3 separate regions of the Mus musculus genome follow, and regions 1 and 2 are each linked to region 3. A link is a contact called in public Hi-C and promoter capture Hi-C data. All regions are on one chromosome and are shown on one strand. The core of a region is the stretch at or near the end of the contact, and the rest is flanking DNA. Distances in the headings are between cores, read along the strand shown. Region 1 overlaps Ncam1 (neural cell adhesion molecule 1). Region 2 overlaps Ncam1 (neural cell adhesion molecule 1). Region 3 has its middle 34 kb from the start of Gm32462.

Region 1 (2,700 bases), core at 170-2,669, 940 kb after region 3:
TAACCTCTCTCTTCATTTACTGCTCAAGTGCTTCAGCTACTGAAGGCAAGACCCCGTATCCTGGCTCTAGGGCACCAAAGGGAGAGAAACAAGGCACAGTGTGTATGTTCTTCCCACCAGCAGCATCTGTTAGCTAGTTAGTAGGAGATATCGAAGTCCGTGGGTGAAGGAGGCTGTTGTAGCAAGCTGAGAAAGGATGGAGTGAGAAGATAAATTGCATAACACCCCCACATGCAAGTAACTCTATAGATAGGTAGATAGATAGATAGATAGATAGATAGATAGATAGATAGATAGATGCATATATATACATATATATATATATGCATACATACACACAGGTTTGTGTATACACAGTTACAAATACATTTTTATGCATACATATACATGTGTGCACATAAGTTTGCATTTGAGCAGTTAAGCACTGTGCTTAAAACCTTTTCTCATTTAGTTCTCATAGTTAGTCAAGGTATATGCTTACTTGTCCTAATGTACAGGTGGGAGTACTGAGGGAGGGGTGAGGTGAGGTGAGGTGAGGTGAGGTGAGGTGAGGTGAGGTAACTGTCTTATGTATAGGGACTGCACTGATGCAGACACAATCATCCAGCCCACTCTGATAGCCACAGGCGAAACCCCAATGCACCTCCTTACAGCTTCTTTCTTCGATGACTTTCCTGGGAAGCCATCCTGGGATCTAACCAGTGGAACTTTCTCCACAGGAAAGATGAGTCAAAAGAACCCATTGTGGAGGTCCGAACGGAGGAAGAACGGACTCCAAACCATGATGGGGGGAAGCACACAGAGCCCAACGAGACCACGCCGCTGACAGAACCCGAGTACGTGGAGTAGGAGGGATTGTCGCCTCAGTAGAACCCCAACTCCACCTTATCACCCTACCCCAACCTTCCCCACTTCTCACCCTCGGCTCCTGGCCAAAGGTGGAAGCCAGAGCTCTGGAGCCCTGGGTCAGAAGACCTTCTGAACCCACTCTCCAGAGAGAGAAGACGTTCTGGCTTCTCCTTGGATCCTAGTGGGTGCCTTGCCAGGCCCGTTGCATAAGTGGGCTCCCCTGGAGTGTTCCAAAGTTCCACACATATTCTAGGAATGGCTTAACTTCATTTTGAGAGAGGACTAGCCCATTTCATTTAGGATTTCTTGAAAAATCTTCAGGACCTGGGTAGGTTCCTTGGTCTTCTTCCACTCAGAAACTTTGGAGATCTTCAGGGGTTCTGACCAGCCATGGCTGATAGCCTTGGAAGAAATACGTCTCACAGGAACACCAATCTATGGCTGGAAGAGACCTTGGCACATAGGAGCCATTTGGAGCACTGGTCCTCTTCATTCTGGCTCTCCCCATGCCTGCCTAGGATTGTAAGATAGCTGGACCTGCCCCTAGGGGGCTCCAGAAACCTAGAGATGATAGACATCAGCTGCCTTCCCTGGAGTGGAGATCCAGGGCAGCATAAGAGAGCGCTAGACAGAGCAGTAGGGAACTGGAGCCCTGTACAGAGAGCTGAAGGGGTGTCAGCATGGAAGAAGGCTAGCAGGTCCCTTTGAGACTGCCACGTTCTTTGTTGTCTCCTGTGTCCTCTTCCGCCCGCCTGGGGCATGTACTTCCTCTTGTCCTTGTTTCTCCGTGGGCCCATGTTCCTGCCCGTGTATGGTTGCATGCCCACCCTCCCACCGCTCCTCTCCTCGGCTCCTATCTAGCTTCTCTGTCATGTCTCAGCTTCATTGTCTATTCTCTTTCTACTTCCTGTCCTCCCCACAGGCTGCCTGCCGACACCACAGCCACTGTCGAGGACATGCTGCCTTCTGTCACCACCGTCACCACTAACTCTGACACTATCACCGAAACCTTTGCCACTGCTCAGAACAGCCCTACCAGTGAGACCACTACACTGACCTCCAGTATTGCCCCACCGGCCACAACTGTGCCAGACTCAAATTCTGTGCCCGCTGGTCAGGCCACCCCTTCCAAGGGTGTCACTGCTTCATCCTCGTCCCCAGCCTCAGCCCCCAAAGTTGCTCCTCTGGTTGACCTGAGTGATACTCCAACTTCAGCTCCCTCTGCTAGCAATCTGTCCTCCACTGTCTTGGCTAACCAAGGAGCTGTACTCAGTCCTAGCACCCCTGCCAGTGCGGGAGAGACCTCCAAGGCCCCTCCAGCCAGTAAGGCCTCCCCTGCTCCCACCCCCACTCCAGCTGGGGCAGCCAGCCCCTTAGCAGCAGTAGCCGCCCCTGCCACAGATGCCCCCCAGGCCAAGCAGGAAGCCCCCAGCACCAAAGGTCCGGACCCAGAGCCCACCCAGCCTGGCACCGTGAAGAACCCACCTGAGGCAGCCACAGCCCCTGCTAGCCCGAAGAGCAAGGCTGCAACCACAAACCCTTCCCAGGGCGAGGACTTAAAAATGGACGAAGGGAACTTCAAGACCCCAGATATTGACCTTGCAAAGGATGTTTTTGCAGCCCTGGGCTCTCCTGCTCCCGCCACTGGGGCCAGTGGACAAGCCTCTGAGCTTGCTCCTTCCACTGCAGACAGCGCTGTGCCTCCCGCACCAGCAAAGACCGAGTACGGCCTCTCTTTGTCCACTGTCATTGGGTTGTGTCCAGTAGTGGTGTGTGTCTGTGCTGTGTTATGTCCTCCGTGTTCGATGTGTCCTCAGCCTCTTGCAGGGCTTCTGTGATACCACTGTCAGC
Region 2 (2,700 bases), core at 25-2,524, 920 kb after region 3:
TGGGGATATCTTATCTCTTGCTGCATGAGTCCTTTGTAAGCAAAAAAAAAAAAGATTATCTTTGATAAGCTCTCCAAAATATTTATATTAATATTGATAAATTGGGGCAATAGGAATGAGTGACTGACGCACTGTCTCTGATACATATGTGTGTGTGTATATACACACACACATATATATATATATATGTCTCTGATACATACGTGTGTGTATATATATATATACATACACACACTGATATGCATAATTTGTACTTTTGGGTATGTGAGTTTTATGTCCTTTCTGGCCCTCACCATTTAGTGCCCTTTCCAACCTTCATGTTTCCATAGCAACCTGGCCTCTTCCTGTCCTTCCAACCACAGACCTGTCTAGTGAGTACAGAGCCGGCTGCTCTGGGCAGCGCCTCTGCTCTGCTCGCAGTAGCACAGTCTACAGTGTGACTGCATGGAGGCTCCCAGCCTTGAGTGGTTTCTAAGCATGCTGTCTGTTTAGCCAAGAAAGCAAATGGAGTCGCCTCCAAAAGAATAAGGGGTGGCTGTTTGTGCTTGTGGAGACCTTTCCATATTGACATTTGTGTTTAAAACAGAAAAGAATTGGGAAAACATGGGGGGGGAGCAAAGTATGGCAACTCCTTCCCACAGTTTTACTGTTCATGCCTCATGGGATTGTGCTCGTACACACACACACACACACACACACACACACACACACACACACAGAGAGAGAGAGAGAGAGAGAGAGAGAGAGAGAGAGAGAGAGAGAGAGAGAGAGCGCAATATAATAAAGTGAGGAAGGCCTGGGAGCAAGAGGAAACCAGAGGAAGTGGAGAGAGCTGCTCAGAGAAAAGGAGAAGGACCTGTGCCCCTGACAACATGGCAGCCCGTGTCTCACAACAGAGCCTGTAGCTCTGTCCCCCTTCATTCTGGTCCCCCGAACACTTGGTGCTAGAAAAATAATAGAACAATGCCACCTCCTAGGCTGCTGGGTTGGAAGGGCTAGACGTCCTCTCCAGACAGTAGGATCCAAGGGACAAGAGCATCCCCCTAGACTAGCCTGAAAACCTGGCTGAGTCCGAGCTGCAGGCATCCAGGCTGGCCTTAATGATGTGAGGCCACATGGGTGCTGGGGGCCTAAGGCCCTCGGCTAGGCAACAAGAGCCTTTGCACTGTGACTGTGTATATTACAGCACTTGAGGCTGGAGGCCAGGGAGAGCTGGTCCTGCCTCCCACCAAGCAGCAGTCAGCTAAGGCAGGTGATGACGGGTCTACGGAGTTCAGCTCCCACACCCTGGCTAAGGCCTCCCATACATAATTAAAGAGGGGAGAACCGTGCTTCCTGGTTGTGTATACTGCATGGAATGGTTTTTTTTGTTGTTGTTGTTTTCCTCCTGTGGTAGACAGCTACGGGGGCTGCTTTCTCAGTGGTCCTCTGTGTGTGGCTGCAATGACTTTCAGTTCCTGATGCCTTTGTGGTTTGGTTTTGTGAGAGGAACAAGCATGACAATAAGCTGGGCTCATTTGCACGGGTTGGAGGGTTTTCTTGTTTGTTTGTGGTGTATTTGCATTTGAAAGAGGAATTCTTCTAACTACTCCCCTCTACCACAGTGGCTCCGCCCTCCCCCCCTCCCCCCTCCCCCCGCCCCCATCCCTCCTGCTATATAAGTCCCAGGAAATAGGAGAAAGCTACAGGACCCATTTGCACAACCCTGTCCTGTTTGAGACACCGCTTTGCATCTTTGGTCTTGTCTGTCAATGAAACACAATCTTGGCTCCAGACTTCTCCTGAAGAGGAATGAAATATTTCTCCCCTGACGGGTGTTTCGGTTTTTATATTTCTTCAGACATTTCTACCCACAGATAAGATGCTTAGTTGTGAAATCTGAGCAGGAGGTTGGAGTCTGTTTTATTTGAACCACTTGACTACTGACCCAAATCATAAGTCCCAGAGGACAGTGAGATAAAGCATAGGGTATCCCGATTGGCAGCAGCCTGAGTTAGCAGGAATGTATTAGTCACCATAGGATCAAGATGCAGAGGATGTGAGCCACCGTGCAAAGGAAGCCGAGTAGCTGGGGTCATGTAGAACTCCGTCAGTCAGTCAGACAACACGGGTGAAATTAAATAATATCTCCTACAGAGGTGTAGTTGTGTGTATGTGTGTTTCTGAGTGTATATGTATGTGTGTGTGTGTGTGTGTGTGTGTGTGTGTGGTGTATATGTGTGTGTGTGTGTATATCTATGTGTGGTAATAATCTGTTTATAACCATAGGTGAAGGAAGTTTTCATAAAGCGTATCAAGAGAAACTACTTGTCACATATAAGCCCTTCCAGGCTTGCTTGGGAAGAACCTGTGTCATGATAGACCATAAGACCGTGCATTCTGTCAGCTCACAGTGGGACAGGGATATGACACTCACAGCTAAAGCGCTTCTCGCTCATTCAACAGAAGCATGCTTTCAAAAGATGTCTTGACCTTACATCTTTTCCCTTTTCTCTTAACCTCAACTGTCAAAAGCTAGAACTTCCTTCCCCCAACACCCAGGCCTGTGAAAGTTACAATTAGGAAACTTAAGACTCTTAGGGTCGGTCATTCAGTCACAAACTGTAATGTGGGGTAAAGCACATGGCAAAAGGAACATAGGTGAACTGAAACCCTGGTTTACACCGTAAACCTCGAGATCCTGTCTTATCCATGTAGTCT
Region 3 (2,700 bases), core at 37-2,536:
ATGCAGGCTGATGGAACTCATTACAGCAGACGCACTAACATTTAACAAAACACCTTTCTGTTTAGGATTGTCCCAGCCACCTCGATTTTGTCTTTCTCTTCCTGAAAATTGGAGAGTAAAGTATGAGTGTCTTGGAGATGCAAATGGATGGGGAAAATATGTTTTAAATTGTATTTTGATATGACAGCTAGAGGTGTGAGTTAATACAGATTAGAAACAAAATGGGTGTATTGAGGAAATGTCTTTCAGTGAATGGAAGTTGGATTCTGTGAAGATGTCAGTGTGGATTCAAGTTTGTCATTATTTGTCTATTTTTCTTTCTTGCTACAAAATGTCAGTGTAAAAAGAAACAGTGATGAAAAATGATCTGTGTTGTCCTGTTTGAAAGTCTTTAAATACAGTAACTATAAATGCTCAGTCAGTATAGCTGCATAGATCTAAGGTTTAAAGGATTTAAAAGGAGCCTGAGGCTGAGTTCCACTGTCCTGACTGATTTGGATGGATAAACCTTGAGATGAATTTGAGGATGATGGTGGTGATGGTGATGATGTAGGTGTGGTGTGTGTATGTGTATACATGTTCCACGGCACACGTGTAGAGGTCAGAAGACAACTTTGTGGAGCCAGTCATTTCCTTCCACCTTTATGTGGGTTCTGGGGATCAGACTCACATCACGAGCTTTGCACGGCAGGCACTTTTCCCAGTGGGACACCTCGCTGCCCCTCCCACAGCTTTTGCTATGTGAGCCTGGGTATTCAATAGGCAGAGATGCACTCGAGTATAATCTCTTCCTTGGCTTACCCTTGAAGAGGCTTTGGTCTTTCATGTTTTGTTGAAATAGTTATTAAAACGTTGTTACAACTAAATAACGTAAATACTATTGAGGTCAGCTACAGAATTACTCAGAATTGCCTATATCCTTACTCTAACTGCTATAGATAAGGGAACTTGCGACCTGTGGACCATAACATTTTAGAGAAATTTGATGCGAAGACTTTGATCTTATATTACACATGGCTTGAAAGGTAATTTTATAACTTGCAAAAATGTGGCTCTCAGAGAAAATTTCGAGAAGGCTGATGTGCAGTAACAATGTATACAACCACAGGTTATGTGACAGGTATGGCACAGCGCGGCCAGTGCATAGTCACTGCAAGTGTTACCGATCAGCTGGCTGGAGTCCTTTGGTCAGCCGGATGTTGTGGGTGGGCGAAGAGAGGCTCTTCCATGTTGGCCTGGGAGCCCAGTGTATCTATCTATTCCGCAGTGTGGCGCTGCAGTACTGAGCTGTAGGCAGGAGCAGCAGAAGCAGCTGGTGGCGCCCTCTAGTGTCAGACTCTCGTGAATGCTCTGCACATTGAGATCCTTGGCTGAAATGGTAGAGAGCCTAGGCTACTAAAACCCTTAGTTTCTCAAGTGTTGCACCTGTTGTGTGAGCCCAGGGAGTGGAGATTCCCGAGTGAGTGCCTGCCTGTTTCAGCTTCTTGGCAGGCCTGGTTACGGCTGTGTTACGGCAGTGCTACAGCTGGTTCCCAGGATTAGGGTGTCTGAGACCCAGACCTAAATGTTTTACAGCTTTCTGGTTTACACTCTTCCAGTGACCAGAGTCTGAAGCTTTTCCTCCCTGGGTCTTTACATCTTTCCATTCTTCCCTAGCCTCAGTTCACTGACCTTTCTACTTCTGTCGTCACCTTATTCCTGCTTTGTCCGGAACTCTCTAGCCACCCCTTGCTTGGCTGTCAAGTGGCCGGCTACCTCTTTTTGCTTTTGCAGACCAGTCTGACAGCTGCTTAGCTCCGGCTCTGAGCTAAGCTGCCCCTCCACCACCGTTGCCTCTTATTCTGTCTGTCACCCAGCTGTCATGGCTGCTGCCACTCCTCCGGCTCTGCCATCTGCCGCTTCTTCCTTTGTGGTTCTAGCTCAGTCCAAGAACTGATCACTCAAGAGAAGCATTTTGTGGTCTGATATTGCAACACTGGGGGAGGCTGCACAGAGAGGGTCTAGTAGGTAACTGACCGAGTGAGCTGAGAAGCCTGCTGGTATAGCAAGAGAGAGAGAGGGGGGGTAGAGGGAGGGAGAGAGAGGGAGGAGAGAGAGGAAGAGTGGGAGAGAGAGAGGGGGAGAGAGAGGGGGGAGGGAGAAGGAGAGAGGGAGGGAGAAGGAGAGAGGGAGGGAGAAGGAGAGAGGGAGGGAGAGGGAGAAAGGCAGAGAGGGAGAAATAGAGGGAGAGAGGGAGAGAGGGAGAGGGAGTTTGTACCAATCACAGCACACTCCACATGAAAATGACTGTTGTATTTGCACCAATCATGCCCTTTAGCATCAACCATAGCGTTCCCTTGTTGGGTCCTGGGGCTTTCTCTGGTCTAGGTGGAAATGTTTCTATCATTTAAAGTTCACTAAACCTTGTGACAGCTAAAAAATTCAGTGCAAGTGGCTTAAATCCATCCTGCGTGGAGCCACACGTTCAGGAGGCAGAGCTAGCAGCTGTGATGGACATATACCCTTCCTTAGGGCTCAGCAGGGTGTTCAAAATGGCCGTGGTAGTCTTGCTGTCTGTTTGAAATCTACTTGTTTTGCTCAAGGGCGTGGGGCAGCTAGGGAGAGTCCAACAGCTGTCAATTAGGGAATCACACTACCTTACACCCAAACGTCTTTCCTTACTTACAGGCCAATGGACATCAGAAGGAGGGCTCACAATGA

What was found. Promoter capture Hi-C pulls out the DNA fragments that hold promoters and counts their contacts. A called contact is a pair of places that touch in the nucleus more often than the background predicts.
Region 1: a Hi-C map of cerebral cortex shows a contact between it and region 3, with 2.9 times the contacts expected there. The contact joins two enhancer-like sites. A contact is called at or near these places in 4 of 39 promoter capture datasets (cranial neural crest, frontonasal cranial neural crest, maxillary cranial neural crest and 1 more), 5 of 15 datasets of contacts at CTCF or cohesin (the NIH/3T3 cell line, embryonic stem cells, large pre-B cells and 1 more), 61 of 484 Hi-C or Micro-C datasets (the AML12 cell line, the AtT-20 cell line, the C2C12 cell line and 38 more) and 14 of 115 datasets of contacts at active chromatin or transcription factors (PVALB interneurons, SST interneurons, T-cell acute lymphoblastic leukemia and 10 more).
Region 2: a promoter capture Hi-C map of cranial neural crest shows a contact between it and region 3. The contact joins two enhancer-like sites. A contact is called at or near these places in 5 of 39 promoter capture datasets (cranial neural crest, embryonic stem cells, frontonasal cranial neural crest and 2 more), 1 of 15 datasets of contacts at CTCF or cohesin (the NIH/3T3 cell line), 2 of 484 Hi-C or Micro-C datasets (cerebellum and embryonic stem cells) and 6 of 115 datasets of contacts at active chromatin or transcription factors (acute myeloid leukemia, astrocytes, embryonic basal ganglia and 2 more).

Annotation. Positions count from the first base shown.
Region 1 is chr9:49,506,725-49,509,424 of GRCm38.p6, reverse strand. It overlaps Ncam1 (neural cell adhesion molecule 1), which reads left to right. Exons shown (of 19, transcript NM_001113204.1): 17 at 720-836; 18 at 1,772-2,572. Among named protein-coding and RNA genes, the nearest start is that of Gm11149, 10 kb to the left of the region's middle. Within about 2 kb of position 1,419, at least 8 of the 459 cell types and tissues checked have an H3K27ac peak or open chromatin away from gene starts, as enhancers often do. A contact at or near this core is called in cerebral cortex, where this site is marked.
Region 2 is chr9:49,532,880-49,535,579 of GRCm38.p6, reverse strand. The region is part of intron 13 of Ncam1 (neural cell adhesion molecule 1); the gene reads left to right. The region is part of intron 2 of Gm11149 (predicted gene 11149); the gene reads right to left. Among named protein-coding and RNA genes, the nearest start is that of Gm11149, 16 kb to the right of the region's middle. Within about 2 kb of position 1,274, at least 66 of the 459 cell types and tissues checked have an H3K27ac peak or open chromatin away from gene starts, as enhancers often do. A contact at or near this core is called in acute myeloid leukemia, where this site is marked.
Region 3 is chr9:50,451,212-50,453,911 of GRCm38.p6, reverse strand. No RefSeq gene overlaps it. Among named protein-coding and RNA genes, the nearest start is that of Gm32462, 34 kb to the left of the region's middle. Within about 2 kb of position 1,286, at least 108 of the 459 cell types and tissues checked have an H3K27ac peak or open chromatin away from gene starts, as enhancers often do. A contact at or near this core is called in acute myeloid leukemia and cerebral cortex, where this site is marked.